Regions from separate parts of the Rattus norvegicus genome. Here region 1 is linked to region 2. Evidence: chromatin contacts called from public Hi-C data. All regions are on one chromosome and are shown on one strand. Each heading gives the region's core, a stretch centred on a gene start, on an enhancer-like site or on the middle of the called end of the contact. The rest is flanking DNA. Distances are from core to core; before and after follow the strand shown. Region 1 holds the start of Pcgf5 (polycomb group ring finger 5). Region 2 has its middle 85 kb from the start of Pcgf5.

What was found. Hi-C and Micro-C count contacts between places; a contact is called where the count stands out from the background.
Region 1: a contact with region 2 is called in a Hi-C map of psoas muscle, with 2.8 times the contacts expected there. The contact joins the promoter of Pcgf5 here to the enhancer-like site in region 2. A contact is called at or near these places in 2 of 12 Hi-C or Micro-C datasets (Schwann cells and psoas muscle).

The regions. Positions count from the first base shown.
Region 1 is chr1:243,475,059-243,477,758 of GRCr8, reverse strand. It overlaps Pcgf5 (polycomb group ring finger 5), which reads right to left and starts at 1,308. Exons shown (of 9, transcript NM_001129882.1): 1 at 1,173-1,308.
Region 2 is chr1:243,390,276-243,392,975 of GRCr8, reverse strand. No RefSeq gene overlaps it. Among named protein-coding and RNA genes, the nearest start is that of Pcgf5, 85 kb to the left of the region's middle. Within about 2 kb of position 1,350, at least 10 of the 93 cell types and tissues checked have an H3K27ac peak or open chromatin away from gene starts, as enhancers often do.

The DNA.
Region 1 (2,700 bases), core at 59-2,558, 85 kb before region 2:
GCAGACCTCCCTCACTTGACACTATTCAAATTGTGAATGGGACTGGACCGGGCCCTGTAGCGAATCAGCGTCTCCACTGCCACATTAACCCAGCCAGGTGGAATCGTGTTACCCTTCCAGAAAACGCGTAGCAAGGCTAGGGAAGATGGGGAGCCCTACACCCTAAAGTTACTGTGGCAGGTTTAAATTAAAAAAAAAAAAAAAAACCAACCTCGCCACCCTCTCTCATGAACTCCCCCGCCCCTCCGGGCGTCATCCCTCGCAGAAGGGCGGCCCACAGCGAGTACGCGCGCGCGTGTGGAGCCCGCGTGAATCATCGGAGCGCGGTCCACCGGGGCAATGATTCATTCACCGCTCCGGAGCTCACAGCCACACGTTCCCGGCGTACTATGACGGCCGCACACGCAGCTTCCTTAATATTAAACAAATGTTTCAAAGTACGGACGCCTGCTGCGAGAGATGCGGAGAGCCGGGCAAGGTGGCGGGGAGCGAGCGTCCCGGGGCAGGCAGGGGCGCGGAAGGCAGGGTTGGCTCCAACCCGACCCCCGAGGCGTGCGGTGGTGCACAGGTGGGTCCCCGCCGCCCTCGCCGCCGCGCTCCCGATCGCCCCTCTGCTCTCCGTGGCATCTTATATAATAGCCCCAGCCGATCCAAACGGAAGCGGGGTGCGCGCTGCCGGGGCCGCCCGGCAGAGGTGCTCACTCCCGGAGCCCGAGGGGCTCCCCACGCAGCTTCCAGGAGAGGGGAGAAAGGCCCCGAGCGCCCGCCCCGAGCGTCCCCTCGCGAAGGCACTCGATCGTGGCCGGTCCCCTTCAGGAAGCCGCGAGCGTCACCAACTGCGTCAGCTTCTTCAAACACCGTGCCCTGCTCTCTCCAGCCCGGGAGCCGCCGCCGTGGGGCCGGGGCCGCGGGCCGCGCTGGCAAGCGCGCCTCAGGGGAGGAGAAAGTTCCCCGGGACCCTCCCGTCGCCCGCCCGGCCCAGCCGCGCCGCCAGCACCGGTTCCCTGGCGTGGGCAACTTGGGACCCCCGGCTGCGCGCGACCCCTGCTGCCCGCCGAGCTCGCACGGCGGCGCCCGCCGGGATCTCACCCCGGGCCCAGCGGAAGATCGGCCGCACTATAAAAACTTCCCCAAACCGGGAAGCCTCCCGGGTCCCCGAGCATCGCTCTTACCTAGCTCTCGGGAGGCCACGTTCCGGGCGGGCCGCACGGGGCGCGTGGTGCACGAGCGCGCGCGCGTGGGGCGGTAGGTGAGCAGCCCGAGCGGGCGGGGCGGAGCAGGACCGGGTGGCGAGGCGCGAGCCGCGCGGGCGGGAGGTCCGGGTGGCCCCGCGGCGAGAGGGCGGGGGAAAGGACGACGGCAGCCGAGCCCGCGGTGACCGTGACGGTGGCGGCGGAGGCGACGGCGTTGGGCGCGGGGCGAGCGCGCCAAGGGGGCGGAGGAGTTGCCAGAGGGTTTGTTTACGCATTGCTGCCCGGCTCGGGGCACAGCCCGCATTCCCTGATTGGACACAAACTGGGGCACAGCCTCTCGCCGCCGCCCGCCAGGCCTTCTGGAGCAGCCACCGCCGCCGCTGCGTAGCTCCCGGAGCGCCTGCCGGGCACAGCCCACCGCGGTGCCTGGGCTTGGAGGGGAACGTTAAGGGTGGTGGGCAGGGTAGGCGTGGAGTGAAGCAGGCTCCTGGCGCCTGGAGCAGCCCACCTGTAGTAGTGCGACCTTGGCAAGGAGAAACTTGAAACTTCTCTGGCTTGGAGACTGCCTATGCTCCAGGGGCTGATTAGATACCCTACTCCATCCCCTCCACCCCAACCCCCATCAGGAAACTTGCCTTGAGCAGATAGAAAAGCAGCCCAAATGCTTACTGTCTTTGGTCAAGTCGAGGCTTCTTGTGGAAACTGGCCACAGTACTTCTCTGTCTCCCGCTTCCTTGCTTTTAATCTCGTAGCTTCCATGTGACATCCAAAAGTTGTCCCTCCCAGAAGTGCAGAACTGACCTCTCCCCCCTGATACTGAGCACCCTCTGAGACTTCCCATGATCTCAGCTTCCTTCACAGCAGGACTTCCATATCTTCAGCCTTCTTTCTACTGCCCAACTGTCACCTCAGAACCTGAGGCTAAATACCATGCCTCAATGCTTTGGCAGGTTTGCATTGCCTGGATCCTGTTCTGTTCTCTGCCAGAGAGCACAGGGCTTCCCTCTACCTGTTCATGTGTTCCCGATCTCAGCTTTCTCCTTCCTCCTACCACAGCAGTGTGTCTTCTGGACTCCCTGGTGACTGACATCAGTCTGACTTGGGGATCGGTCTCTATCCTGGGCAAACCTCCCCCATCATTCTGTAAATTTCTTGAGGAAAGTGGCCAGGTTTCACCAGGTCTCCAGCAACCTGGAAGAAATGAAACTGAAAATAATCCTGTGTTGTCTCAGTGTCTGTCATTCTGCTGGGCCTGAATCTCAGACGTACTGACAGCACAGAACCCATCTTGTCAAAAGCAAACGTTGTGACACCCAAGTGTGCCCTTCATATTTCCTGTCTCTGTACGCACTCCCCACATCCAATTATGGGCCTCCGTACTCACAATGGGTCATCAGCCCTAGGTGGAATGTGACTGAGTTCTTCAAAGTGAATGGAGAAAGTCATAAAGCAACAGGCACCAATTCGGCCATTTTACCGATGACTTGGGATACTAAGAGCCCTCCAG
Region 2 (2,700 bases), core at 101-2,600:
TCAAATACTTTTCTGTTTTACAGACTCCAGTTACAGTTATGCTAAGCTGTTTAAAGTGCATACAGCTCACTTGTGGTTTTTTCTTTTTTTCCCAGACTCCTCTTCCTCTCCTCTCCTTCCCTTCCCCCTCCCCCCTTCCCTTTCCTTTTACCTCCCTCCCTCTCGCTTTCTGAAACAGGTCTCACTATGTGTTGTGGCCGGCCTTGAATTTATGGAATCCTCCTGCCTCAGCCTCTCGAAGGCTGGGCCCCCCTTCAGCTCTACTGACGTCTACAGGTTCCTCATTCCGTCTCATTGTCCTCTGTCCTTATTCCTGTTTTCAAATGCACTCATCTTTTCTTCCGCACTTGTTCCCATCTCGAGATGTCCATCTGGAGTGCTTTTCTTATTTTTCTACGAATCTATTTAATTTTAATATAAAGAATATTAAATATTAATCAATGAACATAAAGGATTTAGTTATAGTAGCTGTCATAGTGGCTTTGCTAATCGTAATGATTGTGGAAGTTCTGAATTAGCTTTAATTATGTCTCTCCTCCTGGATTGTATTTCCCTCCTTTGTATGGTTGACAACTTTGGAGAAGATCGGAGATATTGGAAAACTTTTTTTTTCTAGTATATGACTGTGTTTTTTGGAAAGTCTCTTCTGTGTGTGGACCCCATGCTTAGTGAATCTGTTCTGGGTGGTAGTTGCTGGGTGCTGTTCATTGCAGATCCTTTCTGTGGTTCTTTGACTGGCCTCATGCAGTTCCTTGTCATGCCATCACTGACCAGAATAAACTGAATGCACAAGAAGACTGTTTTATTTCTTCCTTAGTATTGTACATTACAAACTCAAGTTGCTTTTTCTCAGGCTCTCAATCCCATCCCTCAGTTCGGGGAGAGGGCCACCTCGACCTCCTGCTTCCTGTCTTGAGCGGCAATCCTACCCCTCAGCTCTGTAAGAAGAACCAAATCCACCTCCTGTTTCTTTTCTGGAGTTGCAGCCTTGTGGAGCCTTGATTAAGAAGTCGAGGCATTAACTAGGCTTACTTTTTTCATAACCTCTTGAATCTTTTATTCCCTGATGTTCAATGTCTTAAAACAGATATCTCATACAGTTTGTCCATTTTCTTTGCTGTGGGAAGACTCCTTGCATATATTTCCAAAACGGAGTCATCATGGAGTGGAAAGGACTGAGTCATCTCAGAAGGAGACTGTGGTAGTGTACTTTGGGAGAACTAGTTGACGGTCTCAGAGCCTTCTTTGACAGGACTCTCTTTCCCACAGAACTTAGATGAAGATGACACCGTAGCAGCTGGTCTGCTCCGTACTTATCACAGACAGATTTATAGCCATGTTCCCTGCCACCCTCTGTGGGAATTAAAGGGAATGATAAGTCCATCAGCTGACTCCAGTCAGCAAAGCTTCCAGGCATCCCTGACACATCCAATTTATGAGTTGAAAATTCCACAGGCTTTGGAACCAAGCTGCCATTCCCAACTGAAGTAAATAGGAATTAGTTTGTGGGTCTGAAGTTTTGTTTCCCAGCCTGGCACCTCTTGCAAAACTAAAAATATCAGTGCCTGGTGCTACTGGAGAATGCCAACTGATACTGTGAGCTGGAGGACCGTGCTCCCTGGCAGGCTGCCGTTGCCGATGGGGAAATCATTCCCGTGTGATAAGGCAACAACTGACGCTGTCCCGGTGGCTGAGATTAAAGTGGACTCTGCCTTGTAACAGTAGTGCTTCAAGCTTCACACAGCAGTCATTTTTTTTTTTTGCTAAATACTCATATGCTAATTTATTCTTTCATGGGCCTCATCTGAAATCAGAGGGTTTAGGCACGAACCATTTCCCGTTTGCCAAATAAATATTGGTAGGCTCTGGCTGAGTAGTTCAGGGGTCGAGGGAAGGATGAATCTGTAATCAACCCGATAAAGCCTCTGTGTGTTCTGCTGAAGGGAGATAGATGCTGAGGCCTAGGGGGAGTATCAGTTTAAGCTCTAATTTGGGGTTCGGGGTTACATTTTTCCTAAGCTGGTGATGCTAAGGTGATGCTGGAAATCTGGGACTCCCAGTGGAGTTTGAGGTGGAGGACACGCTAGTGCCCAGGATATCCCAGTTTGACACTTTGAAGCCCAGCTAATTATGTTGAGAGAAAAGTAAACAACAGACACACAAGAATAGGGAAGCTACCTAGCCCTGGAGACCTTGTCTTTAGGAAGAGCATGCCCCTGCCTTGCTTTTCCTAATTAGCCTTGCCACAGACACAAATACCTTTGCTCTGCAGCTTAATCTGAGGTAGCCCTTCACTAACACTGTTACTGCTTTCAGGGTTAGCAAAGCTGAAACTCAAACAAACTAGGTTTGGCCACCCATACCCAGCAGGCCACTTAAAAAAAAGTAATATTTTTTTATGAGGTCTCACCTGTCAATTGTAAGACTTAATATCTGGGCAAATAGAGTCTTACTTAGGAAGCCCTTCCTTACCACCATATCATGCAGGATTCTGCCTATGTTTTCTTCTAGCAGTTTTAGCACTTCTGGTTTCACATTGAGGTTTGGAGTTGGATTTTGCGCAGGGAGATAGGGTGTCTAGTTTCATTCTTCTATACATAGATGCCTAGTTTAAGAGCTACGGGCAATTACCAATTGCTGAGAGAAGGAGAATTAGTCTTCTTCAGAGATGAACCCCCTAAATGGTTATCCAATACCAAG